Regions from separate parts of the Mus musculus genome. Here regions 1, 2, 3, 4, 5 and 6 are each linked to region 7. The links are chromatin contacts, called in public HiChIP or PLAC-seq and promoter capture Hi-C maps. All regions are on one chromosome and are shown on one strand. The core of a region is the stretch at or near the end of the contact, and the rest is flanking DNA. Distances in the headings are between cores, read along the strand shown. Region 1 holds the start of Mesp2 (mesoderm posterior 2). Region 2 holds the start of 5430400D12Rik (a long non-coding RNA gene). Region 3 holds the start of Zfp710 (zinc finger protein 710). Region 4 holds the start of Mesp1 (mesoderm posterior 1). Region 5 holds the start of Rps17 (ribosomal protein S17). Region 6 holds the start of Idh2 (isocitrate dehydrogenase 2 (NADP+), mitochondrial). Region 7 holds the start of Crtc3 (CREB regulated transcription coactivator 3).

Evidence for each region. Promoter capture Hi-C pulls out the DNA fragments that hold promoters and counts their contacts. HiChIP or PLAC-seq counts read pairs in DNA pulled down with a chosen protein or histone mark. Capture Hi-C pulls out chosen DNA fragments and counts their contacts.
Region 1: a contact with region 7 is called in a promoter capture Hi-C map of adipose tissue. The contact joins the promoter of Mesp2 here to the promoter of Crtc3 in region 7. A contact is called at or near these places in 3 of 39 promoter capture datasets (liver, neural stem cells and pre-B cells) and 2 of 9 other capture datasets (adipose tissue and embryonic stem cells).
Region 2: an H3K4me3 HiChIP or PLAC-seq map of bone marrow-derived macrophages shows a contact between it and region 7, with 3 times the contacts expected there. The contact joins the promoter of 5430400D12Rik here to the promoter of Crtc3 in region 7. A contact is called at or near these places in 3 of 115 datasets of contacts at active chromatin or transcription factors (bone marrow-derived macrophages, large pre-B cells and pro-B cells) and 1 of 9 other capture datasets (adipose tissue).
Region 3: a contact with region 7 is called in a promoter capture Hi-C map of liver, with 4 times the contacts expected there. The contact joins the promoter of Zfp710 here to the promoter of Crtc3 in region 7. A contact is called at or near these places in 2 of 39 promoter capture datasets (liver and neural stem cells), 1 of 484 Hi-C or Micro-C datasets (CD4 T cells), 2 of 115 datasets of contacts at active chromatin or transcription factors (large pre-B cells and pro-B cells) and 1 of 9 other capture datasets (liver).
Region 4: a contact with region 7 is called in a promoter capture Hi-C map of pre-B cells, with 6 times the contacts expected there. The contact joins the promoter of Mesp1 here to the promoter of Crtc3 in region 7. A contact is called at or near these places in 3 of 39 promoter capture datasets (liver and pre-B cells) and 1 of 9 other capture datasets (adipose tissue).
Region 5: a promoter capture Hi-C map of liver shows a contact between it and region 7, with 2.6 times the contacts expected there. The contact joins the promoter of Rps17 here to the promoter of Crtc3 in region 7. A contact is called at or near these places in 6 of 39 promoter capture datasets (the C10 cell line, the SN4741 cell line, embryonic stem cells and 3 more), 2 of 115 datasets of contacts at active chromatin or transcription factors (extraembryonic endoderm stem cells and large pre-B cells) and 2 of 9 other capture datasets (adipose tissue and liver).
Region 6: a contact with region 7 is called in a promoter capture Hi-C map of neutrophils, with 7 times the contacts expected there. The contact joins the promoter of Idh2 here to the promoter of Crtc3 in region 7. A contact is called at or near these places in 7 of 39 promoter capture datasets (the C10 cell line, hematopoietic stem and progenitor cells, hippocampal neurons and 3 more), 3 of 115 datasets of contacts at active chromatin or transcription factors (acute myeloid leukemia, extraembryonic endoderm stem cells and large pre-B cells) and 2 of 9 other capture datasets (adipose tissue and liver).

Annotation. Positions count from the first base shown.
Region 1 is chr7:79,809,140-79,812,832 of GRCm38.p6, forward strand. It overlaps Mesp2 (mesoderm posterior 2), which reads left to right and starts at 1,588. Exons shown (of 2, transcript NM_008589.2): 1 at 1,588-2,620; 2 at 3,390-3,693. The coding sequence starts at 1,790. The coding sequence ends at 3,671.
Region 2 is chr7:79,919,001-79,922,974 of GRCm38.p6, forward strand. 5430400D12Rik (a long non-coding RNA gene) reads left to right here and starts at 1,649. Exons shown (of 2, transcript XR_003946805.1): 1 at 1,649-1,939; 2 at 2,049-3,974. Ap3s2 (adaptor-related protein complex 3, sigma 2 subunit) reads right to left here and starts at 1,640. Exons shown (of 6, transcript NM_009682.3): 1 at 1,509-1,640. The coding sequence starts at 1,577.
Region 3 is chr7:80,023,978-80,027,622 of GRCm38.p6, forward strand. Zfp710 (zinc finger protein 710) reads left to right here and starts at 2,251. Exons shown (of 5, transcript NM_175433.5): 1 at 2,251-2,506.
Region 4 is chr7:79,791,594-79,795,258 of GRCm38.p6, forward strand. It overlaps Mesp1 (mesoderm posterior 1), which reads right to left and starts at 1,997. Exons shown (of 2, transcript NM_008588.2): 1 at 1,272-1,997; 2 at 648-998. The coding sequence starts at 1,934. The coding sequence ends at 930.
Region 5 is chr7:81,343,550-81,347,200 of GRCm38.p6, forward strand. Rps17 (ribosomal protein S17) reads right to left here and starts at 1,685. Exons shown (of 5, transcript NM_009092.3): 1 at 1,653-1,685; 2 at 1,308-1,459; 3 at 762-867; 4 at 186-251. The coding sequence starts at 1,655. Cpeb1 (cytoplasmic polyadenylation element binding protein 1) reads right to left here. Exons shown (of 12, transcript NM_007755.5): 12 at 3,477-3,651.
Region 6 is chr7:80,112,818-80,116,644 of GRCm38.p6, forward strand. It overlaps Idh2 (isocitrate dehydrogenase 2 (NADP+), mitochondrial), which reads right to left and starts at 2,533. Exons shown (of 11, transcript NM_173011.2): 1 at 2,345-2,533. The coding sequence starts at 2,459.
Region 7 is chr7:80,686,700-80,690,689 of GRCm38.p6, forward strand. Crtc3 (CREB regulated transcription coactivator 3) reads right to left here and starts at 2,178. Exons shown (of 15, transcript NM_173863.2): 1 at 1,908-2,178. The coding sequence starts at 2,039.

The DNA.
Region 1 (3,693 bases), core at 338-2,837, 880 kb before region 7:
ACCTCTGACTTCCTAGTGCTGGGAGGTTTCTTGAAAACTTTTTAAAATTTTATTTATTTATTTATTTATTTATAAATAATAAATGCTCTCATGCATGTACGTACACCACATGTGCCTGTTGGATCCACTAGAATTGAGGTTACTGATGGTTGTGAGCCAACATGTGGATGCTGGGACTTGAACCCAGGTCCTTTGCAAGAGCAACAAGTGCTCTTAACCACTGAGCCATCTCTCCAGTCCTCTAAAGTATTCTTGTCACACTCACCTTGACTGATATTTTAGATTACTTTACCCTTCTGCTCAAAAGTCAAAGAGGCTCCCCGTGGCCTTGAGAGTAAAACCAACTCAGCCTGGTTCCAGACGTGCCTGGCCCTCCCACCTCCAGGCCTTTCCCTTCTGGAAATGTTCTCTGTGTCCCCTCTCCCTAATGAAACAATGCTCTTGGTTCAAGACCCAGCTGGACCTGCTCAGCCTCGGTGGCTAAGGCCTGACTGCGCCAAAAGCTCATTTAACCCTTAGCTTTCTGTCCTGGAGATGATGCAGGGTATGGGTGCCTTGTTTCAGTTGCAGTTGATGCTCAGGAGAGCCTGTCCTTGGCTTTTATTACCTCAGCTGTTTCTCACAGAAGTTCTGGGAGCAGATGCCATACTTAGCTGTTTTGCTAATCAGGACAAGCTCAGGCAGGTTAAGGGCCCTGCATATAATAAGCAAATGTGTGCCCATAAACACTTTGAAATGTTAGTGCCTGGGTTTGATTTGTTTTAGTTTTTTGAGACAGGGTTTCATGTAGCCCAGGCTGGCCTCAAACTTTCTATGGACTTGAACTCCTCATCCTCTGGCCTCTACCTCCCAAGGGCTTGGACTATAGCCATGAGTGGTCACCGGTGGCAGTACTGGGTTTATTTGTTTGATTGATTTTCTTTTCTGGAACAAGTTCTTGATGGGTACAGGTTGACCTCACCTCCCTCCAATTCTCCTGCCTCAGTCTCCCAAGTGCTAAATTACGGGTATATGGACCACACCTGTATCAGTCCCTTCTTTATAAAGTGTAGGCACAATGAAAGCCCATAGCAAGCAATTTCAGGATTAATCCAGGGAGGGCTGGAAGTCATTCTGTGCAGCAATTCCTACTGAGATGAGCTCAAAGAAATTAGGTGGCTTCAAGGTGACACAAAGCTTCAAGTTGGCTTTGGCATCCACCTCCTTCCATTTCCACTTCCCAGCCTGGAACCCTCCAGGCTGCTGGGTTCCATTTTTAGTGGGTACAGATACTGTGGTCAGTGAGAGTTTCTAAGTGTATACAGCAAATTGGCTAATGGGGGAACCTGAGGAAGCCCCACTGTGCTGGTCGGAACCAGCACAGGCATAGCCCATTAAAGGCTAATGATGAAGGGTGGCCACTCTGTAAGTGAACCAGAGGCACGGGATAGACATCCAGGTACCCAGCAGCCATCTACCGTGGTGGTGGGTTCGGGTGTATTCACCCTGCAGTAGCAGGGCGGAGTGAAGGTGGGGGCTCGGTGAGAAGCTTAGCAACTCCATCCAGATGCGAATTGTCTCTCCCACACTTCCCGGCAGCAGGGGCCTCCATTAGAGCCTTCGAGGGGTCAGAATCCACACCTCTGCAAATGGGCCCGCTTTCCCAGGGCCCCCCTGCCCAGACCTTCCCTGGGCTCTGTGGGTTTTGACACCTCTCTGCAACCTGGCAGGGGACCACCTCACACCTTTAGTCCAGATAAAAGCTAGGACCTGGAGGTGACCGGTCCAGCTTCCCAGAGTCACACCAGCCATGGCCCAGTCGCCTCCTCCTCAGAGCCTCCAGGGTCTCGACCACTGGGTCTTCTCCCAGGGCTGGGGCTGGGCTCAGCAATCGGACTCCACGTCTCCGGCCTCGTCCTCAGATTCGTCCGGTTCCTGCCCTTGCTACGCCACCCGTCGGCCCTCGCAGCCCGCCGGCCCGGCCCGTAGCACGCGCACTACCCAGGCGACGGCGCCCCGACGAACGCGCCCAGCGCCCGCAGGCGGACAGCGGCAGAGCGCCAGCGAGCGCGAGAAGCTGCGCATGCGCACACTCGCCCGCGCGCTGCAAGAACTGCGCCGCTTCCTGCCGCCGTCGGTGGCACCTGCAGGCCAGAGCCTGACCAAGATCGAGACGCTGCGCCTGGCCATCCGCTACATCGGCCACCTGTCAGCCCTGCTGGGCCTCAGCGAGGACAGTCTGCGGCGCAGGCGCCGACGGAGTGCGGACGCGGCGTTCTCTCACCGATGCCCTCAATGCCCCGACGGTGGCAGCCCCTCACAGGCTCAGATGCTTGGTCCTAGCCTGGGATCAGCCATGAGTAGTGGGGTGTCCTGGGGGTGCCCGCCTGCTTGTCCTGGACCTCTGATCTCACCTGAAAACCTTGGGAACAGGATCTCCAACGTGGATCCCTGGGTGACACCTCCTTATTGTCCCCAAATACAGTCACCCTTACACCAGTCCCTAGAAAGAGCCGCTGACTCCTCTCCCTGGGCACCACCTCAAGCATGTCCTGGCATGCAGATGTCCCCAGAGCCTAGGAACAAGACTGGACACTGGACACAATCCACTGAACCTGCAGAGCTGACTAAAGTGTATCAGGTAGGTCCTAGGACCCCTGCCATTTTCATGGCTTCATTTGGAACTAAAGTGGACGGTCTCTCGTTTGTACAGGGTCTCCTACTCATCAGGTCCCAGGTTATCCAATGAAGGGATAGATGGAAATAGCCTTATTTACACCTGTAGGAGAAGAGATGAGGCCCCGGGAAGTTATAGCCACTGCCATAATTGCCACCTTTGCTGTGCAACAGTCACCACAGCTTGGTGAAGAGAGGATGGCCCTCGGATTTACACAGAGGCCAGGGTGGAAGGCGAGGGCCTTCACTAGCTGGAAATTCTAAGTTCAGTACATGAGTGAGGCCCAGGGGTATTGGCAGCACCTCCTAAATAGATCCTTCTGGAAGTGGTGACCTGAGTGTTTTCTTTGAGATGCGTTCATCCATAAATGACTTGTGGCCCATAAAAGATTATAGTGATGACTGGGTTTTACCAAGCACTCTCTGGTTGCTTTGTACTTTCCCTGTATCCGATTATACAGCTCTATGATGCGTTATGATGCTAATACAGCACCCCATTTTACAGGTGGGAAAACTGACATGAAGAAACTTCTCATAGCAGAGCTAGGATTTGAAGGTTGGCAGTGGGTCCCCAGAACCAGGATTCTTGATTTCTATGGTCCACTGTATGAGTTCCCCTGAGGCTATGCAGGCAGCACCAGCTACACTGGGGAACCAGCTACACTGGGGAAAGAGCCAGGTTTGAAATCTCCAGTCAGTGACCATGTCATACAACCCCCCTATTTCTCTTGCAGAGTCTTTCTGTGTCTCCAGAACCCTGCCTGTCCCTGGGAAGCCCACTTCTCCTGCCCCGCCCATCATGCCAGAGACTACAGCCTCAGCCTCAGCCTCAGCCTCAGTGGGGCTGCTGGGGCCACGATGCAGAGGTGCTCTCCACCTCTGAGGATCAGGGTTCCAGCCCTGCCCTCCAGCTTCCTGTGGCCAGCCCCACCCCCAGCTCAGGCCTGCAGCTCAGTGGCTGTCCTGAACTTTGGCAGGAAGACCTGGAAGGACCCCCACTGAATATTTTCTACTAATATGGCCTTACCTGCACCCTGC
Region 2 (3,974 bases), core at 399-2,898, 770 kb before region 7:
ACATGAATGTTCAGAGCAATTACTGGGAAACACAGATGACCAGCAGAGCACAGTGGTGCATGCCTATAACTCTAGGATGTGGAAGGCTGTGGTAGGATCTCTTTTGGTGGTTGGTTGGTTGGTTGGTTGGGTTTTGGTTTTGCTTGCTTAGGGACAGGGCAGTTGATTGTGAACAGGGTAGTTGATTATTAACAGTAAGTTTCTTTAATAGAGATAAAAATGTTCTCAAATTGTGACAGATGCCACTAAACTGCATACATTAAGTAGCTGTATAGTGATTTTTAGCTCAGTGAAAAACTTAGAAACTAGGAGAAACAAATGCACGTGCAAATTGAAGTTGTAAACCCTGTCTTGAAAAACATAAACAACAAAAAATTGAAGTTGTATTCAGTGTTCTATTTAAAAACGTAGTTGGAAAATCCTATTTTAAAAAGCAAATACTTTTCATTTATGATGAAAAAAGGAATAAAAGACCCAGAGACATTTCTGTTTGTTTGTTTGTTTTTCAAAACAAGGTTTCTCTCTAAAGCCCTGGCTGTCCTGGAACTCACTGTGTAGACCAGGCTAGCCTCGAACTCAGAAATCCACCTGCCTCTGCCTCCCAAGTGCTGGGATTAAAGGTGTGTGCCAGAACCGCCCGGCAAGACATTTCTTAACGTGTACAAAAGGTGGGGCTGAAGCCTGAAAGTCTTCTGATTTTATTCCCTCTCAGACAGAACCAGTCTCTCAGGAGGATATTTTGAAACCTAACCACGAATAAAATATTGGGGTACAGAAGGCAAAGAACGGCATCTGCGTTTCCCCAAAGGAAATGTTTCCAGAAAATTCAAATGTGCACGAACATTGCTGAGGCATTCCATGATGGCATTTGTTTATTTGTTTAATTATATGATTTCTTAAGATGCGGTCTGGTGTAGCTCAAGCTGGCTTAGAACTAGCTGTGTATCTGAGGATAACTTTGAAGTCCTGATCCTCTCGCCTCCATCTCCCGAGTTCTGAGCTTTGAGGTGTGCACCACTACAACTGGCATCTTGTAAAAATAGCTCATTTCCCCCTAATTTTAAAAGAGACTTTCTGCAACCTTACAGGATAAAAAGTATCCCAACCCTGATAAGTGCCAGCCAATGCTGAAGCAAGTGATTCCACGAAAGAACTTCTCTCCATGCCCTTGAGAAAAAATAAACGTAAAAGAACCCAACGACCAGATCATCACAAAACTACGCTCATCAATTTAAAAAACAAAACAAATACAGAAACAAAAAACTAAAGACAGAGGCTGTCACCCAATATCTCAATGCGGCACACTGTGTACTGAGTCTGTCCCTAAGACCCAAGGGAAAGTGTCACAAAACACAGAAAAGCCAAGATCCAGGAAGGATGAGGGAGGAGCAGGGGGGTGGGTCATGCACGGTGCCAGAGCAGGAGATGCTGCTGAGCGCGGCTGCGGGCCGTGGGGAAGGGATGGCTCTGGTGCTCCGCAGGGGCATGGTTGGTGGGGCTGCACTCACAAAACGCTGGTAGAAGCGGACCAGCCGCGGTTTTCCATGGTTGTTGAAAACCAGAATCGCCTGAATCATCTTTGCCGGTCCCGCTTCTCTCGGTACCACCTGCTCCAAGAACGCACCTTCTTCCGGCACAACACGAACACTTCCTGTTGGTGTCCCGCTGAAAGCTGCTCCCGGAAACTTAGTCTCGGTACCCCTGGGCACCGAGCACTAAAGTGTCCTGCCGCTCTGGCACCCTGAGAGGTCGGCGCGCTTTCCTGGGGAGCACGGCTGTAGAAGCCCAGGAGCACGGTCGCCTTGGCCAGCCTGGGAACGAATCCAAGCCTGGCTGGGACTGAGCCCCTCATTCTGGTTCCATCCTGGAGCCAACCGTGTCGGCAGCAAGCATCGAGACTGGCAATTCCTGCCAGCAGCCGCGCCAGTTTGAGGGACCAGTAGGTGTTTGTGTTTCTTCTTCTAACCTTGGACTAGCAAAAGCTAGGCTTTTATGTTGCAGTGAATTAGGCAAAAGTCTGCCAGTCAAACGGTCATTCTCTCCTTTAGATGGTGAAAGTTGACATCATACGGGATCTCTCATCCAATCCCACATAAACGGAACGGTTGGTCTCAAACTGGTAACACCTTTTCTCATTTATTTATTCATTTAGTTATTCGTTTGTTTGTTTATATGTTATCTTTCTTTGAAACGGAGTCTCACTGTGTCGCCCTGCCTGGCTTTGAACTCAGAGATTCGCCTGCCTCTGTGACCCTAAATGCTGGGATTAAAAGCCTGCACCACCACATACATCCCTGGGATTTTAGTAAATAAAAATTCAAATGACTATTGCATTGAAGTGGGACAAAATGATTCAAATGTTGGACGGAAATGTCAAAGACAATTCTAAAACAGAGTAGCAAGAAGGAACCAGCTTTGCCCACCAATCAAACCAAGCAGGATAATTTGAAGTATGTTTTAAAGTTACATTTATATGGATTTTTTTGGAGAGGACCCACGCGCCTGCAACGGTGCATGTGTGGAAATCAGAGGACAATTTGGGGAGTCAGTTCTCTCTTGCTGTGTAAAAGATCTAATGTAAGCCATCAGACTTGGCAGTGCCTTTACCTCACAAGCCTCAAATCATAATTAAAAGGTGAAGTATTATTGAACTATAACACAATAGTCTGTGGTAAACAATTTTAAAGATTTAATTTTAATTATGTTGTATGTGTATATGTCCAAATGTTGCTTCAGGTGCCCTCAGAGACTAGAAGAGGCCACCTTAGAGCTGGAGTTTATAAGCAGCTGAAGTGAATGCTGGGAGCAACTCCAGTCGTTTGGAAGAGATGTAGTCTTTCCAAGCCCTTGGCATGAAATAATTTTAATATATGATGTAGGGGCTATCATAGTTTGGCTGTAGGAAGGAATTCCACAAGTGCTATTGAGATAACTGATTAACACTTTGAAGAAAAAGCAGCTTAGTTTTTTCATACTTTCATATATGTTAGGGCCACAGTGGATTAAAGAGGTAAGGAAAAAACAGAGTAAGGACCTGGGAGATGGCTCCACAGGCAAACTCACTTGCCCTTTAAGCCTGGCAAACTGAATTCAATGCCCAGAACCCAAGAGAGGAGAGAGCTGGCTTCCAAAATTTGTCTCTCATTGCTGTGGCACGTGTGCACTCATGTTCACACACAACATTAATAGCAATAAATGTGTATGATAATGATACAGCTCGAGATGTAGCACAGGTGGCAGAGCGCTTACACAAAACCCTGGATTCTGTCTCCAGCACTATAGCTGGTATGCCAGCACATACCTGCGATACTCAGGAGACAGAGGCAGGAGAAAGGCAAAAGCTAGAAGCCATCCTTCAATGGGAGTAACAAAAGAAAAAGACGCAGGGGCCAGTGAGCTGTCTCAGCAGGTGAAGATGCTTGCTGCCAATCCTGATGACCTGATCTGGATTCCCAGAACCCACATGATCAGAGGGCAAACTTATTGTCCTCTGACCTCCATACACACACACTAATAAATCTAAACAAAAAAAAAAACAAAAAAAAAAACAAAAACCAAACCTTTTTTGTTTAAAGAAGTAGATACAGGAAATGAAAAACATTTAATTTCACTATAAATAGAAGAAAGGGCAAATAAAAGTATATTTAATAATTTTCACTTTATCAAATATTTATTCAAAATCTTCTTCCCCAATTCTGGTCAAAGTAGCATGGCATTGCTTCTCTCCTCCATTGATACTGAGACTGCAGTCTGAAACAATCCTTTTTGGTTTTGGCTTTGTTTTTTTTCTTCGAGACAGGGTTTCTCTGTGTAGCCCTGACTGTCCTGGAACTCACTCTGTAGACCAGGCTGGCCTCGAACTCAGAGATCTGCCTGCTTCTGCCTCCCGAGTGCTGGGATTAAAGGCGTGCACCACCAATAGATGCAAAACAACCCTTTTTGGAAACCATTTGGTAATCTAACAAGATTTTTAC
Region 3 (3,645 bases), core at 1,001-3,500, 660 kb before region 7:
GATTTCAATCCATGCACAACTGTGCCTCCCTCTTTTTAGTTTTGTTGAGACAAAGTCTTGCCATAATGGCCTTGGCTAATATATTATTCAATATGTAGTCTGTGCTTGCCTAAAACTCCTGGCAATCCTCTTGTCTCAGCTTTCCAAGTGCTGGGACTACAAGTATGCACCAATGATGCCTGACTGAGGCCCAGCTCTCTCGGGCTCCTACCAGTTTGCAAAGCCAGAACAAGGAGATGGTGTCTCTGGTGGTTAAGTCCTTAGTTGCAGGCTGGGGAGCTGGCAGGAAGCAGGCACAGAAGCGAATGGTTGTTGAATGACTATTTGACTGTCAGAGAGGACTTTGTCTTTTTTTGAGAAAATATGACTTGGGTGTTCTGGAGAGGGCAGGTGATGACAGAACTGTGGCTTCCAGCATTCCCTGTTGGCTGGTGAAGGTGCTGAGGTCACTAGAGACCCAGTGTGCTGAGCCTGAAATCACGGGGTCCTTCTTGCTGAACCAAACTCTCTGGCTTCTGTTTTCTCACTCCTTGCCAGAAATAAATCATGTTCTGAGTGACTGGAGTCATTGCTCACAGCTCCGTGAGCTGGTGTAGGGTGGGGCGAGGGGCAGTGGCCTTGGGGCTCCTGTCATTAAAGACCCAGGCCTTTGGGCTGGGGGGAGGGGAAGGAGTGGCTGGTCCTATCCCTGGGAGGCTGCAGTCATTGGGGGAGAGACAATGGGGCTCTGCATCTGCTCCTCGCTGGGAGAAGGGACCCTCCAGTGAAAAGCCAGGGAGAGCAGGGAAGTGTGGGAGGAATTGATGAGAAGGGGTGGAGCCAAGGAGATGCAGCCCGGAGGAAGGAGGGAAGGGGAAGGAAGAGCGCAGGGAGGGGAGAGGATCCAGGCTTCCCTTCAGCTCGGTGACCTGGTCCGGAGCCACAGCTTCCCTCGCTTTGTCTGGGCCCGCCGAGACCTCACGTTTCTCGCCCAGCTGCAGCCCCAGTCCAAGGGCCAGGCATCCAGCAGGTGCTCAATACTTACTTGGGAAAATAAGAAATGTGGCCAACTTTGCTCTGGGAACTTTTCCCCCGTGTTGTCTCCACTCCTCTGGAGAAGCCGAAGACAGAGCTGGTCTTGGGAGCACGCCCAGGCGCCCCATGAATAATTGACCCTTGGTGGCGACACTGCCCCGCTCTGTCCGCGGGCTCCGTACCCGCCCATGCGTCGGAGTCGAGCGGCGCAGCTCTTGAGTGGCGGGTGTCCGGGAGGTTGGAGGCGGGGTGTCCGGCCTGTCCCAGAGCTGGGAGGAGGCCAGGCTATGCCGAACCCCGGGCCCCGCGGGGAGCCACAAGGGCCCAGACCTCAGCGAACGACCACGCCTCGGCGCCCTCCAGCAGTGCACCCCGGGGTCGAGCCTAGGCCCTGGGCTTGGGGAGGATGCGAGGGACCCCGAACTCCTCTGAACCCCATTCGCACCCGGGTCCCGGTGATAGCAGCCGGGGCCGTTCCCTCGAGTCTGACCGTCCAGGGCTCTGCGAACAGCTGTTTAAAGGCTCTTTACTGTTGAGGGCTCTGCGGCGACGTTTGCTCTAAGTCCCATCTGCCCACTTAAAAAATATATTAAGTGAAGAGCACCCCCAGCTTCCACCCCTGACTGGGGAGGGGGCAGGTTGAGCCCTAACCCGTATTCGGAAGGACTGGCCACTCGGGCTCCCCCGACCCCAACCCCCATTAGCTCTTATTTGGGATAGGGCACCCCAGACTTCCTGGGGGCTGCTCTCTGGAGCCCCCTTTGTGCCTGGCAGGGACAGCCCCCCCATTTCCATGCGAGGTTCTGACGCTCCCTTCTCCCCCGCTTGTTAATCTTTGTTCCCCTTTTCTGCTGAGAGGAGGGGAAAAAAAAGAGGGAGAGGGCGAAAGAAAAGAAGGAAAAAGGCGTGACTCGATTTTCAAACGAAACTCCCACAGCAAACAAAACCCTTTTAGAGAAATAAAGGAGGAAGGAGGAAGAAAAGAGGGAAGGGGAAGAAAAAAAAGAGAAGCCTCCAGGCTTGCAATTCGAGTAGGAGAGTTGCAGCGAGAGAAAGAAAGAAAAGAAGAAAAATCCTCTCTGCGGTAGAAAGAGAAAAAGAAAACTTGGGCCGAGGAGAGGGGGGTGCTGGGGGGGTGGAAGGAAGTGAGAAAACAAAAGAGAGATAAAAGGGCTGCTTTTCTGTCTCTCTTCCTCTGCGAGCAGGCTTAGGAGGAGCTGTTTAGCATCCCTTCACGTCAGCCCTGCCTCATTCCCTTCTTCCAGGGAGGGAGAGAGCGCGAGCGAGAGAGCGAGCGAGCGCGAGAGAGAGCAGGAGGGAGAGAGAGAGGGGGGGAGAAAGAGAGGAGCCGGAGGGAGGGTGGCAGAGCAGGGCGGGCGCGCGTGGAGGCGGCGCGCAGCTGCAACCCGGGCGGTGGGCAGCAGGAGCCCCCGGCCCGCCCGGCCCGGCCAGCCGAGGGCCCCCAGCGCGAGGAGCCGCGCCCGGACCCAGGGTGAGTGTCCCGCGAGCCCGCGGCCCCGCCAGCCCCCGGGCGGCCCGCGGCGGGGTGGCTGGGGGGCGCGGGGGTGGGTCGCTGCGGCCGCGGTCGACCCGCCCCCCGCCTCTCCCCGGGGACGGCGGCGCGCAGGCAAACATGTCGTCTTTTCCTTTCACTTCCACATTCCCTCATGCCGGAGAGCTGGAGCGAGAGAAGGGGAAAGAGAGAGAGATGGCGTCTGGAGGGGGGGAGGAGGAGGGAGGAGAGGGGGAAGGGAAGGAGAGAGGAGAGAGAGAGACAGAGAGAGAGAGAGAGGAGAGAGAGAGAGAGAGAGAGAGAGAGAGAGAGAGAGAGAGAGAGAGAGAGAGAGAGAGAGAGAGAGAGAGAGAGAGAGAGAGAGAGAGAGAGAGAGAGAGAGAGAGAGAGAGAGAGAGAGAGAGAGAGAGAGAGAGAGAGAGAGAGAGAGAGAGAGAGAGAGAGAGGCACAGGCAGAGAAGCAGCAAAATGAAAGGAAAGCGCGGCGGTAGCGTGGGAGGCCGGGGAGGCGGCGGCGGCGGTCTCCGGCCCGCACGTGGGTGTCGCGGCGCTCGGGGATGCTCCCCCCGCACCCGGCCCGGGACTCAAAGTTTCACCCTTCGCCGCCCCGCCCCTGCGGCTGCCCACAAACTTTTTACTCCGGGAGCGGGTGGGGTGGCCGCGCGGCCCGGCCGGCAGGGTGGCTAGGGCTCAGCGCGCAGCTGGCGTGCCGGGCGCCCCTCGAGGGCAGCGGGCGTCACCAGCGCGGGACCCCGGCCCACCTCGGTGGCCCCGTCTCCGACCTGTTGAAGGCGCACCCCCCGGGCCGGGAACCGGTGGGCAGATCCCCACGGCAGATCTCGAGCCTCCCGTGGCTCGGCCTCCCTTCCTCGCCGCCCCCTCTCCCTCTCCTCGCGGTCATTTTCCTAATTGGACGGAGCTGTGGGGCGTGATCGTCGGCGTCAGACGGAGGAGCCCCCCGAATCGGGTGGTCTTCCCTCCACGACTCTCAGACCCCACCGAGCCGGCCTCGGTGCTACCCCCCACCCCTCCGCCCCAGCTGCGGACTTGCTAACTCGTGCGTAGCGGGTTGTTGGTTTTCTTTCTTTTTTTTTTTTTTTTTTCAACTTGCCTTTTAA
Region 4 (3,665 bases), core at 747-3,246, 900 kb before region 7:
GCACAGGTTAGCGATCAACAGGTCCCTCATCGAATCCTAGCCAGGCCTCCAAGCCACATGAAGATGGGAAGCTCTAGCCAGGGAGATGGTGCCCTGGTGTGGGGACGGTGTCCCAGATGTGGCTCAGCTGCCCAGAAGAGCAGACACGCCGTTCTGCTCCCTCCCACCGCTGAGCATGGCAATGCCCAAGCCTTACATGGCTCAGAGTCTTGTCCTTTATGTGTCTGTGAAATATATGCAAAGGTAACCAAGGTACAAAAACACTAAAGGAGTTGTGTTTTCTGGTTTTATCCAGTCCCTCCCTACATTTAAAAAAGAGGAACTACTTCCTGTCACCTTCTCTCAGGAAGCTCCCCACTCCGTTTCACCCTACCCCACCCTTTCAGACTGACCCATGCAGCATAGATGTTGACCAGGAAGGAGGGTAGAAGGCCTTTGTGTTTCCAGGCTGGAGATTACAAGACTCCTCCTCCACAATCCCATGTCAGCTTTCCCTGACACATAGCAGAACTTCCAGCAGGGTATGGGAGCATGGGGCAATGGGGGCTCGTGCCACCATGAGTTTGGGCCAGCCTGGGCCGTACAGTGTGAGGTTCCCCCTCCCACACACCCCCAAATAAGGAAGAAAGAAAAATAAACCCTCCAAATGACACTAGCACAATCGGTTTATTCACAAATAAATAAATACACACCAGGCAAAGCTTGTGCCTGCTTCATCTTTAGAGCGTGTACCCTATTGGGCGCCTCCTTCCAAGGAGGGTTGGAATGGTACAGTCTGGATGAGGGCCAGCTCCCACCCCGGGATGCCCATGTTGGTATCACTGCCGCCTCTTCCAGGATCTACTCCCTCCGAAGGTGCCAAGACCAAAGGAAAAGTGTCTGTGCTCAGACAGGGTGACAATCATCCGTTGCATTGTCCCCTCCACTCTTCAGGCAGGCGGCCACTCCTGCGGCGGCGTCCAGGTTTCTAGAAGAGCCAGCATGTCGCTGCTGAAGAGCTGCAGGAAGAGTGAACAGCGCCACAATCAACACCTGCCCCAGGGTCAGGTCCGCGCTCATCCGCTCCACGCTCAAGGTTAAGCGAGCAAGCAAAGCGTCCTTAATCCCTGCCTGTCCAACTCCCACCCTGTTCGGACACCCAGGGCACACGGGGATGCGCCCAAGGGAGATCCTGAGTGCAGCAGAGAGGCTGGTCCGCGACGTGGGGCTGTGCGTCGCGCACCAACAGTAGGGGGCGCCACCTCGACAGTGTGGGGGAAGGGGTTACTAACCGGAGATGAGGGACTGGGCTCCATTTCCTGCCTTTCCTGGGATGCTGTTTCTGCGTACAGGAACGATGGGTCCCACGATTCTGCGGCGACTCGGGGTCTAGGGTAGGCAGGCGGGGATCCCCACGACACCCCGCTGCAGACGGCCGGGCTTAAACGGGGACCGAGCGACTGCGACTGCGCCAGGTCGCTGTCGGGGCACAGCGGGCAGCCTCGAGGTGACACCGCGTGCCGCTGTCGCCGGAGGTTGTCCTCGCTGAGTCCCAGCACAGCCGACAGGTGGCCAATGTAGCGGATGGCCAGGCGCAGCGTCTCGATCTTGGTCAGGTTCTGGCCGGTTGGTGCCACGGATGGCGGCAAGAAGCGGCGCAGCTCGTGCAGCGCGCGGGCGAGTGTGCGCATACGTAGCTTCTCCCGCTCGCTGGCGCTCTGCCGCTGTCCGCTACCCAGGCGGCTACCGTGCGTCCCGCGCCTACCCGGGGTCCCAGCACGCCGGGCCGGGCGGGCGCAGGGTGGTGCAGGGCTGCTGGCCTGGGCACCGTCCCACGGGTCCGAGGACCAGGCTGGGGAGCAGACGCTGTTCCCATCGGAAGGCATCGGTGGCTGCCGACCAGCGGGACTCAGGATCCAGGACTCGGAGCGCGGCTCGCACAGGGGCTGGGCCATGGCAGCGGAGGCCTGACCATTGGGTCCGCTGTAGCTTTATCCTGAGCCCTAGGTGTGAAGCGGGCCCCTTCCAGAATTCATCAGCATATCAAAGCCGGCTCGAGCCAGGAGGGGGGCAGGGCCTGAACCCTTTGAACCATAGCAGGGGCTCTGAGGTGCAGGACCCCTTAGTCCAGTCTGCTCCACCTGGACCATATTTGGGGCCTCAGTAAGTCAGGCACCTATGGCCAGGACTGCCAGTTGAAAGAACCATGCTCAGAGAACTGAAGTCTAGCTCCTAGGCTTAGGGTACACCTTCATTTATTAGGGACCCTACGCCATTTTTTTCCATCACTTTAATTTACAAATTGTATAACAAGAGACTTCGGGATTGCATTGGCCAACTGTGGACTAGGGACCTCTAGACACGGAGAGAACTCTAGTTCAGTCCTTCCCAGAGGCTTGGATGTGGCCTGTAGTCCTCCCTGATGTCCAGGCTATGGGAGGCACATTGAAGAAACCATCCCGACCGACCTGTGAGGTTGCTGGGGTGTCCGGGCAGGGGGAGAGGTGAGCCTGCCTCCCCACACTACAAGTCACTTCTAGTCTTGGCAAGATGGGGAGCTTGGTCCCCTTCCCAGCCCTCCCATGACTGGAGCTCTGCTGCTTTGGTCAGCTACAGTGAGTAAAAAGTCCTTTGACAAAACTCAACTCCTTGAGCTGGTGGCACACTTGGGAGGTGAAGGCAGGAGGGTCAGGAGTTCAAGGCCAGGCCTAGCTGTATATGGCCCAGGTTAACATGGGCTACATAAGATCCTGTGTTGGAAAAAACAAAACAAAACAAAACAAAACCCAAAAACCCTGAAAAGCAGAAACCTTCATCTGTCCCAATGGCAGTTTTATAATCTATTTCATAGGATGCTACCTGTTAGGTTCATAGGCTGCCTTTTATTTTTTAAAGATGTGTGTGTGTGTGTGTGTGTGTGTGTGTGTGTGTGTGTGTGTGTGCTGGTGCCCCCACACAGGCCAGAGGTGTCACGTTCCTTAGGATCGGGCCTTGCAGGCAATTGTAAGCTGCCTGAGGTGGCTTCTGGGAACAGAACCTTGGGTTCTTCAAGAGCAACATGTGCTCTTCTTAACTGCTGAGCCGTCTCTCCAGTGTTCTTCCTCCCACATCTTGAAACATGGTCTCATGTAGCCCAGGCTAGCCTCAAACTTACTCTAACCCAGCTGGCCTTTAGCTCCTGATCCTGCTGCCTCAGCTTACTGCAGTTGTGAGCCTGGCTGTTGAGGATGCCTGCTCTTACCATACCTGTTCAGTGTTGTACTGAATGAAGGGACTAGGTTGGAAAAATAAAGAGAAATAAATACAAATTGAGAGATTAAAGCAAACCTGTCCCCACTTATATGTGACATGCTTATTAATAAAGTCTCCAGAAGTTGGGCATACACGCACATGCCTGTAATTCCAACATTTGGAAAATGAAGGCAAGAGGAGTTTGGGCCAGTCTTGGCTGCAAAGTGAATTTGAAGCCATCCTATGCTACTGGACTGTCTCACCTATTAGAGGGCTGGTGGTGTGGTTCAGTCGGTAGAGTGCTTGCCTAGCCTGCCGGAAGCCCTAGGTCTTATTCCAACACTGCATAACCACGTGTAGCACTGGCTTGTAACCCCAGCACTGGAGAGATGAAGATAGGAGGACCAGAAGTTCAAGTTCAAGATCACCTCTGGCCTAGAGTTATGGCTCAGTAG
Region 5 (3,651 bases), core at 435-2,934, 660 kb after region 7:
TAGCCCGACTACTGTAGAAATAACCAGGGAGGAAAGCAGGTAACAGCCAGAGCTGAAGGGGGCGGGGCAGGCCACAATTTAGGAGCCAGCCCCAAACAAGGAAAACACACCCCCGAATCATCACAGAACAAGCAGCTCCAGCCATTTAGAAACCAGATGTATTCAAGGATTCAGGCAACACTCACCAGGAGCTTCAGCATCTCCTTGGTGTCGGGATCCACCTCAATGATCTCCTGATCTAGGGCTGAGACCTGAGAGGGAAAGAATCAAGTTCAAATTATGAATGCGTGGGTTATCTTTCACCTCCTCTGCTCCCAACGCAACACATAACCTTAGCTGTCCTGGAAAGCACCATGTGGACCAGGCTGGCTTCGAGCTCAGACATCTGCCTCCCAAATGCTGAAACTAAAGCTGTGCACCACCACAGCCCACTTTATTCTTGTGTCAGAACCATCTAGTGTGCATTCAGAAAGCAGGGTTCACACTTGGATGTCAAGCTAACCACGTCGGGAGGCACTCTCACTGGGCTCCCATGTGAAAATGAATTTAGACCTCGCAGAGAAGCTCAAGGTCGGCTGATTACAGGCACCCTCGGCTGGGTGTGTTGGCCCACGCCTTTAATCCCAGCACTCAGAAGGCCGAGGTGGGTGGATCTCTCATCATTTTGAGGAAATAGATTAAGACTTCACTGACATCCAGCTGCGTTCCCACCTCAGGTGAGCCCCCAGGAAGAGGTGCAGAGGAAGACCCACAAATCTTACCTCAGGAACGTAGTTATCTCTCCTCTCTCTCTCTTCTTCCTGCAACTTGATAGAGATGCCTCTCACAGGCCCTCTCTGAATCCGCTTCATCAGATGCGTGACATAGCTACAAGCAATGCGAAACAGTGACCACCTCCCACCAGAACCGACTTTGTCTCTACATCAAGGTCGGTCTCACCATCGGAAAGACACACAGACACACACACAGCACTGTTCAGATGTCCACTCCTTACATCCTCACTCGCCGTCACCAGCCCTCCTCCGAATGTCATGTACCCCGACTGGTCTTATCCGTCGTACGGACACAACACTGCTATTTTTTTGCACAACACGGCCATAGTGGTAAAATGCGGGAAGCAGAGACCACAGCAGTAAGGTTTTGAGGCCGGAGCTCTGCCTTCAGCTACCGTAAGGAGCCCGAACTAAGACCACGTCGGCAAAACCCCACTGTGGCCAAGGCACACCTCCAGCCCTTCGGCGGGCCGTCTGGGGGGAGCGGAGGCACCGGCCCGGGCAGGCTCTCCGGCGGCCGCGGCCCCCACTCACCCGGCTATCTTGTTCCGAAGCTTCTTGCTGGGGATAATGGCGATCTCCTCGCACACGCGCTTGTTGGTGTGGAAGTCATTACCCAGACGCGTGTAGTACTTCTCGATGATGACCCGGGCAGCCTTCTTCACGGTCTTGGTGCGAACGCGGCCCTGAGGGTGGAGAGGGCAAAGTCACCGGGGAGCCCGCGCCTCCCGCGGAGGGGCCGCGGCGCGCACGACTTCATGCGGAAGCGCGCCAGGCCGCCGGTGACGGCGCCGGCCCCTCGCTGCGGACTTGAGGCCGCGACGAGCGGAGGATGGGCGAGGATTGAAAAGGACAGAGCCCTGGGAGCCAAACACCTACCATGTTGGCGGGTCTCGGTAAAAGAGGAAACAGGAAACACAAGAGAGGCCTATAAAGCGCGGCCAGAAAGCCGCTTCCGCCTGGCTCGCGAGAGTCCCACAGCGGCCCCTAGCGGAGTGGAGTGAGGCTGCCTGGCTGTGGGCGGGGCGAAAGTCTGCGCGTGCGCACGCCGGCAGCTCGGCCGTCTTGGTTTCCACTCCAAATAGTTCCGTGCTTCTCTTGGGCGTCCGGTGTGTTTTAATCTAGGAGTTACTTTGAGGTCCTGAGATGGAGCCTAAAGGAGGCCCGAGCTATGAAAGGCATAGTAGTAAACAGGGTCATCCCCGATTTCCACCCTACCCGCGCCTCTAGTCAGAGATTAGTAGGGTCTAGCCTAATTGGTGAGGTTCCTCTCATTTCCTGGTGTCACAGCAAACATCACCTAGAGTGGCTTTTCTTCTCATCCCAGCACAGTATTCCATTCGAGCTGCTCTTAAATGTCTGAGCACAATTACTTTTCTCAGCTAGGTTTGAGCTAAACAGGAAGGGCTAACCTCGAGTGCTTAAATCAGTGGCTGGCTCACAGAGAGGTCTCAAACACTTTTACCAACAAATTAGGATCTCAGTTAACTAGACTGTTCCCGATTAGTAGGGACACTATCTCCAACCTTCAGCTTCTTCCGGTTGTTCTGCCATAACCAAGCCCAAAGCAGGCTCTTACGCTACGACCCAGTGGCTTCATCTGTCCAGAGAGGGCCTTTCCTCCAGCTCTTTCCTGGGACAGGGTCCTGCGCTCAAACCTAAGGAGACCGTGCTGGCCACAGGGCATGTATCAAGGGGCCAAGGCTGTGCTTCATCCTTCAACTCATCTACGTCACTCTGGTTAGGTGAAGAGCTGAAAGTCCTTACTCTAAAAGTAGCTCATGGCGGGAGGAAAAAAGATGTCCTTGACCATGGACCCGGAAGAATACTGAAGAGACCAAAGGGTCTGTAATCCCTGGGGGTTGCATCGTACATTACCAGTGAATTCCCAATGAAGTGGAGGCCAGGCTCCAGATGCAAGACTAGACCTTACAGTCTTGCAGGAAGAGAACTCTTGGATTCTGAGGAGTAGTGAGTTTTTGCACCTTACAAGGATTTAAGTACCTAGGAGTCCCTCTCCCTCAGACTAGAGTTTCCCAAAGGACCAGTTCAGCATGCTGCCGTCTCCACTTGAAAAATCATCAGACCTGTCATGAAGCCATGGAGCCTGTTAGAAAAGCTAGTGTAAGGGCTGTGAAGAAACAAAGCACTGCAGCGTGTCCTGGTGCATACCTTAATCCCAGCACGTGGGATGAATGGTAGGCAGAATTCCTGAGCTTGAGGCCAGGCTGGCTTACATAAGGAGTTCCAGGACAAGGCCACAAAGAAAGACCCTGAATCAAAAAAGCAAAATAGTAACCACTCAGAAAGGAATTACATCAGCACAAGTGTGTCCAAGAGGAAGGAGGAACACGTCAGGGCTCACAGGAAAGCAGCCAGCAAATGGCTCCTGACATCTTGGGAGTTGTGCCTCTAGCATTCCTAGGGCTCCATGTGGAGGAGGCCTTGAGGGGCCAAGAAGTAAAATGTACAGGCAGGCCTCCTATTCTGATTGTAATCACCCAGGTACTAGACACTCCAGAGTGGCTGACCAGGATGTAACAAGTCCCATATAGGAGCAGGTCTCCGCATGTACCTCCCATCCCTCTGGGCTGGTATCCCATTAGTGAAAATCCATGAAAAGAGGACTGGTCTCTGGAATCTTCCCTGCTTGCTACCACACCCCACCACACACACACCCAGATACAGAGACAAAACTACAACTCTGCTGCAACGTGTTTATTATGTGCCAAAAAAATTACACCACAGCTTACTCCACACATCTGTAGGAGAGTGCAGTCTTGCCTGCATATACAACAATGAGGTAGAGACTTCACACACAGCTTCACAAAACCCACAGAGTAGCTGGGATATGCAACAATGCAACATCAGCTCAGCA
Region 6 (3,827 bases), core at 1,283-3,782, 570 kb before region 7:
GAGGCCAGCCTGGTCTACAGAGTGAGTTCCAGGACAGCCAACACTATACAGAGAAACCCTGTCTCGAAAAACCAAAATAAATAAATGATTTTTTTTAAACCCTGATGATCAGCCACTGAATAATTTATTCTTGGATACTGGGACTATTTGTCCCCTGCAAGTATACAAGACTGGCAGGGTACCTTCCTGGTCTAGCCACCAAGAACGCCTCAAAATGGGGCTGGAGAGATGGCTCAGCAATTAAGAAGCACTTACTGTTCTTATAGAGGACTCAAGTTCAATTCCCAGCACCCACATGACAGCTCACAACCATCCATAAGTGTAGTTCCAGGGAAACCAATTCCCTCTTTTAGCCTCTGTGGGCAAATAGGGTCACAGGTGGCATACGTACAAACATAAATTCAGGGGAATTGATACAAGTTAAATAAAAATAAACGAGTCTTTAAGTATCTATCTAAAAAGTTAAGGTGAGGAAATGACAAAGTTTCTAACCAGGAGTAGAATAAAGGGAGTCTAAGTAAATGCTCTGTCCTCTGGAGAGGCCGAATCTCTTCCCAAGGTCCTAGAGGGGCCAGCAAGCGGCTGCTGGAAGTTGCAAGTGGGAACCAAGGGACAGCAAAGACATTGGATGTTGTTGGTTGGTTGGTTGGTTTGGTTTTAATCACCTCCCCACTTGGAGACCTTCAGAAAGGACCTTCCACTGGCTGCTTTTTAAAATGTGTATCCAGATTAGGGGTGGGGGTGTGTGGCTCATGCCTTTAATCCGAGCACTTGGGAGGCAGAAACAAGTGGATCTCGGAGCTTGGACCAGTCTGGTCTGCACAGCGAGTTCCAGGACAGCCAGGACAAAATGGAGACCCTGGCCTCAAAAAACCAAAATAAATAAACAAAATGAGTATCCAAATTCAGGATCCCAAAGTAGCCTTATTTTCTTGTTAGTGCAGTTTCTTAAGGTAGTTTTGTTAGTTAGTTAGTTAGTTAGTTAGTTAGTTAGTTAGTTAGTTTTGGTATTACCATTTTACCAGACTCCTCAAAAGAGAGAAAAGATGAAAAAGAGGAAAACCACTGAGTGCCTTTAACTTCTACCATATTTTGCTGCAAAGCTGCCATATGTGGGTCTTGAAGGCCTGAGGCACTTGATGGGGCTTCAGAGGTTAGAGGCAGATCCCAAGAACACAAAAACATGTATGTCCCTTTCTCCTTGGCAAAGGGGAGTGTCAAGGGCCCCGCCCTCTCCCTCCTCCTGGCCCCCAGCTTCGGTCAGCTGCTCCCACGGTGAGTTAACGATTACCACTCTAGCCAGAACAAACCCCATAGCCAAACCCACCCCCTCTTCCTCATTCCTCTGGCTAACCCCAAGGGGTTTTGAGCCAGGTCAGGATAGAATTTCCGTGGCAACAGGCATCAAAAGAGGCCACCAAGTGCTCTACATTGTTCCGTGCCTTTTGTAGCAAGGCGCTGAGTAGCAAGGGTATGAAAGATGCCCACATGCCAGGTTGGGCAATCTGTTAGTAATGGAGACTCTAAAACCCTGATTATTTTGTCCGGAGTTGCGCCTTCACGTCTAAGAAGTAAGCTGAAGGCAACGCAGAGATCTCATGGGAACGACTGACTGCAGAAAAATGACAATATGCGTGCAGTGCCAGGTCTCCACAGCTTGTATGCCAGGCAGGACCCACTCACATGCAGCAGCTCGTGGTTGGCCCAGCAAGGGGCCAGGAGAGGGCCCAGACTGAGCGTCCTGCGCAGCGAAGGGTGGGGGAGTGGCAGAGAAACAAAAGCGGGAAAAATGGAAGGACATTCCTCCAGCTGTCGAGTAAAGGTTCCAAAAATAGCTGACGTGGGCCTGTTGGAGAGGAGGGACCAGAGTACGCAGGGATTGGAGAGAAGGGGAAGTGGAGGCCTCTCCTCCTCGCCTTTGTCTGAGCCGGGAGCGCGAGGTGACCCTCCTCTGCCTAGGGCTGCAGCAGGCCGCTCCAGCCCCTCTTGGTCGCTTGTCCCCTCCAAAGGCCCAAGGCAGTCATGATACCCCACCCTGGGTCCAGGTACCTCTGGAAATGCTCCCCCGGAATACCTGGAGAACCCCAGCCCTGATAGGACCCAGCAATCCCGCCCCAGGCCACCAGCTGCCACTATCCCCTGGGTCCCCACCCCTGCGCCTGCAGCGGCCCAGGCGCGCGGGGCGCGGGAGCTCGGTGTAAGGCCACCTCCCGGCCCTTTGTAACCCGCACGCCGCTGTTCCCCGACCGCCGGCGTGTCGCGAGTGGCACTCCAGGGTCCCCCTCCCGGGACGTCGCCACGTCGCAGCGCTGCACGCGAGCCCGCCCCCCGGTGCGACACTCACAGTGGCGCCGCGGCTGCTCCGGCCAGCTGGGGACAGTCAGTGCTGCCGGTGCCCAGGTCCGCGCTGAGCCCGAGGCTCTGCAGAGCGAGCTCACAGCCCGCAGGTAGCCGGCCATCCCGAGCACGCGAGGTCCGAGCACGCCGCTGCACCGGGCTGTGCGGTGGGGACTCTAGGCTGGCCCTGGTGGCTGGGACCCAACCGGGGCGGAGCTGCAGAACCTGCCGCCCCATTGGGTCTCACCCGGGAGAAGGCGGGTCCACGCCAGGGCAGGAGCCTGCTCGACACCCTTGGGCCTGTTCCAGAGCTCAGGCGGCCCCAGTGCTGAGCCCGCGCTTTCTGGGAGCCTCCATATATCCTCAAAGCATCAGGTACCGGGGAGACCCATCGGGCCGCGGGGGCTCACGGCTGCAAGACTCCCCGCTTCCGTTAGAATGTCAGCTGCAGACACGTCGCCTTAGTCCCCTGCGTCCTTTGCGTTTAGCTGACCGACGGACCTGAGGCGCTTTCATCAAGACAATGACAAGCTTTGCCGTCTTGAACCTAGACCATGGCAACTTGGGTCTCCCCCAGGTAGCGTCCAGTTGGGTGGACTAACCAGGATCGAGAGTTGAAATGCCAAGTACGGTGGAGGCAAGAGGATGAGAAGTTAGGCTACATACCAAGTTCTAGACCAGCCTGGGCTATATGAGACGCTGCGGGGCGGGGCGGGGGGGGGGGCGGCTGGAAATCCTCCTTCTGCTCCTGACTAGGCCAAACTCCTAGCCCCAAAGTCCTTCATCATGGCCGACTCTGTCTCTTCTGGACATAAGAGTGCCTGCCAGGAGACTTCTGTGACATTTGTGTGTAAAGGTTTGAGGTATGTTCATCCTTCAATAGTACAACCACTGCCCAAGTTAATTATATTCTATGCTAGTAGTTATGTAGCCCTGAAGGAAAGCCCATGTCTCCTATATCCTAGGCAAAGGTCCATCCACAACCCAGCCCAACAGCTCCTAGTTTACCTGTTTGCGTGGGGAAACAAACAGAAACATACAAGCTAAATCCATCACTGTTCATTTTCTTGAAGTAGGGGTCACTGAAGTCTGGGTTTTGTGTATCAAATATCACAAATCCACCCCAGCTCTCCCAGTCACACCAACTCACTCCAGATGAGAGCAACCTTTCTGCCCTGTGCTCCCAGCTTCCCAACCCAGCTTCACAGTGTTGTCAGGTGGAGCTATGCCAGGAAAGTGGCCTTGAACTGCCAACATCAAAGCTTCCCTCCTGGAGTCTCAATCCATCCGAGTCACAGATTTGGTTCTGGGATCCAGTACAGAGAGTATATGCAAAGGAGAGACATCTGGGTCCCTCCAGGGACTGAGGAAAGGAATAGGAAAGTCTGGCCTGGGGCAGCATGTTCCAGAACAGTCTGAGAGCCCTTCTACGAGATTCCCAGTTCTCTTGTGTAAACACCGGTAAAGACCACAGAGGTTGTTGACTTGGG
Region 7 (3,990 bases), core at 928-3,427:
TCTGATGGTGCATGTCTGTGATCCCAGCATTAATGAACTAAGGAAAAGGGATGTCGAGCTAGAAGCCAGCCGAGCTACAGAGCACAAAAATAATCTGGGGGCTGGAGAGATGGCTCAGAGGGTAGGAGCACTGACTGTTCTTCCAGAGGTCCTGAGTTCAAATCCCAGCAACCACATGGCTCACAACCATCTGTGATAGAGATCTGACACCCTCTTCTGGTATGTCTCTTCTAAAGACAGCCACAGTGTACTTACATATAATAATAAATAAATCTTTAAAAAAACATTTAAAAATAATCTGTATATCACTCATGACCTCAGCACAAAGGATGATTTAAAGGGGGCCTCAAAATCGCATGAGCGACTGGACCAACTCTAGCTATACAGACACATAGAGCACATGTATGTGTGCATAAAGTCTGCCTTGTAACATCAACACAGGCCTTACACTAATCCATGGCTTTTACCCACACCTCTTCAATACATCCGAAGCTTGTCAGGCTCAGTCTAATCAAGGTCACAAAATGTCAAGGCCTTAGATGCCAACCTGTAAGCAGTATAACTGCTCAGGGCATAAGGACATTTTTTTCCTTGAAATTTTCAGCCTTCTATACAGAAGGCTGTATCTATCTGTATCCTGTATCTATCTCTTATCTCTCATATATTCCTTTTTTTCTTCTTCTTCCTTCAGTGCATGGAGAATGGAAGTTCAGAAAGCAGTCCACTTTGCCCTTACTGATGAGTGGTCTCGGTGTAGGGGGCTGTAACAGTGAGCCGTGTAAAGTGTATTATAGCAAGAAAGAGTTCACACTCCACTTGAGGGAAGTAACACTCAAGATTGTTTCCAAGTCTCTTAATTTTAAAGTAAGTCCGTTTAGTTTATGCTATACATTTATGTTAGTTTAGTTTATGTTAAATTTATGTTAAAAGAAAAAACTCCCAATTTAAACCCTAGCAACAGATTTTAGTTTTCTTGTTTTTGTTTTTCAATCCCAAACACTATGGTGGCCAAAATAGAATACGCTTGCACCTTGGGAAGCAGGGAAACAACCAGCTTGCAATCTGCTCACACGTCTGCTTCCAGCTGTCCACCCCCAGCATCTTCCTAGCCTCCCCCATCTGACAATGTGCCTTCAAGGCCAGCACTCAGAATCCTCAAGGCTGCCCACTCACGTTGACCCTCTGCAGTCTACACAGACACTCCTGCCGTCTCCATCCCCTGCCGTCCGCTCCAGTTGTCTAGCCTCCCAGGTGTTTGTTCCGACTCGCTCTTACTCATTCCTCTGGGTCCCTCCGCAGTCACCATCTGCGCTAGGCACCCTGTCAGTTCTCACTAAATATCTGATGCTGAGCAAATGCACCGGACCACGGAAAGCACCTCCAAGAGGCGAAGGAGGGAAAGCCACGGAATCTCAACGTGGTACCAAGGCCCCCTGCCACTCAGGGGCCAGCCGTCGATTCGCTTGTGCGTGCACCAAGTCTTCCCCTCGGGGAGGATGTGCGACCCTCCGGCCCCCGAGGCCTTCTACGCCGACAGTCAAGGGCTCGCTGGCCGTGGGTGTCCACGGAGAAGCCGCACCGCCCGAACCAGGCGTGCCTCGGTCCGGCCTCTGAGCTGCAGCTGCGTGCGATTTCCTCTCGGGGTCATCCTCCCGCTTAGGCCGCCCGGCCCCGCTGCCCGCCTCCCCGGGCTCGGCCGTTTCCAGCTCAACGCACCGAGGCCCGTCCACCGAGATAGCAAGCCGCATTCGGTGTCGCCAGGCCGGCCAGAGCCGAGGCCGCGGCCGCCCCGGCCCCACTCCCCACCCGCGGCCCCCGCCCGGCTCCGCCGCCGCCGCCTCGGCCCGGCGACCTCTTCCCCGCCGCGCGGACCCGCCCGCACCGCTCGCGCCGGCCCCGGAGCTCACCCGGGACAGGGTGAGGTCGGTCATGAGCTGCTCGAAGGCCCGCGTCTCCTCGGCCTGCCGCTGCGTGTGCAGGGCGATCTTCTCACTGAACTTCCGCGGGTTGGCGCTGCCCGAACCGGGCGAGGCGGCCATGGCGCGCGCCCGGCGCTAGCGGGCTAGGCACACGGCAGGCGCGGGGTTCCGCTGCTCGGCCCACCCGGTCTGTCCGCAGGCCGCCCAAGCCGCCGCCCGAAACCTGTCCTCCGGCGCGACCCGGCAGAGGAGCCGCCGCGGCCCCAGAGCCAGCGAGCGGCCGGGAGCGCGCCGAGGTCCGCCCCCGCGCGGCGGCTCCGCCCTCGGCGCGGCCCGCCCGGCCTCCGGGCCCCGAAGCCCGGCCTCCCAGCCGGGGAGCTCGACCTCCGGCGAGCCGACCGAGGGCTGAGCCCACGGTCCCCAGCCTGCTTCGGGACTTCTCACACCTATATCACGTCTGTAAAGTTAAGCTGCACCAATGTGTGAGAGCCGCTGGGTACCACTGCCCAGTGTGGATGTGTACATATGTATATGTGCATGCAGGCACCCACGGAGATCACACTAATCTAGGAACCAAACACGGGTCTTTGCCTCTGTAAGAGCTGTTTGTACTCTTAACTGAGCCATCTCTCCCATCCGTTCAACTTCGCTGGTAAAACAGCAAGTGGCCTCGTCAGGCTTCCCCCTTTTTAGCCCAGAAGCTGCTTCCAACATAATTGTACACCAAGATGTCCTGGAGAGTGTTGAGCATGACTGTGTTCTGTGAATTAGGACGTATTAGCGACATGAGGAGAAATACGGAAAATAACAACAACGCCCACGCACCTCATGATTAAACCATCAAAACATTTTTGCAGAGCCTGGGGACGGTGTTCAGCTGTAGAGCGCTTGTGTGACAAGCCCTAGGCCTTGGGTTTGATTCCAACACTGCAAATAAAATTTAAAAGGCATTTTGGGGCCAGCTAAATGACTCATGTGGAAGGAGATAACTGACTCCTGAGACTTGTCCTTTGGCCTCCACACTCAGGCTGTAGCAAGCACATACCTAGACACACATACACAATAAGACTTTTTAAAAATCGTTTTGCTTCATATGCTTGGAGTTTATTTAAAAAAAAAAAAAAAAGAACCCCACCTCATTCTTTGTCTCCATAAAAAGTAACTATGTTGGTAGTGATGTCTAACACTACTGTTCATTTTTTCAAAATTAACATATACTTATTATTCTGTTCTTCCTTTTATTGTGTATGATTTATTAATCCAGTTACTCTATGTGGGATAGGAAGTTTTATGTTTAAAATTTATACAAAAATGAGGCTGGGCATTATGGCAAGTGCCTGTAATCCTAGCAGTCAGGAGTTAGAGGCAGCAGGATCAGTAGTTCAAGGTCCTCCTTGGCTACATAATGAGAAGAAAGCCAGTCCAGACTGTATGATGACCTTGTCTCAAAAACAAAACCAAAAAGAATTTATAGACATGATGTGCAACTTTTGTATTTCCTGCAACTGTTTTTATATGTGTTGGTTTTTTACATTCATTCATTATTCATTTTGTGTGTGTGTGTGTGTGTGTGTGTGTGTACTCACATCCGCCAATAACTCAGGTTGGTGGCAGGCACATTTACCGACTTAGGGAGCTCACTAGTCCCTAGATTGTTTTGTTATAATTAGGCTTATGTGTCTGTTGTATTGTCCTACCCACCATGCTTTTTTTTCTTATTTTATATTTCTTGATTTTTATATGTATGTGTGTATGCTTGCATGCAATTATGTGCAGCATCTATGTATAGGGATCCTTGGTAGCCAGAAGGTGGCCTTAGTCCCCTGGAGCTGGAGTTACAGACGGTTGCTTGTGAGCTACCATCTGTACCATGTGGGTGCCGGGAACTGAACCTTGACCCTTTGCAAGAGCAGTAGGCACTCCTAACCACTGAGCCATCCCTCCAGTCCATCCATGCTTTTTCTTTACGTGTTGCCTTCTGCTTTTATGCCATACTGAGTTCATTTTCACACAGATGAGCCAGGCTGGACATGGTGTCATACATCTGAGATCTCACTACCTGGAGGGTGGA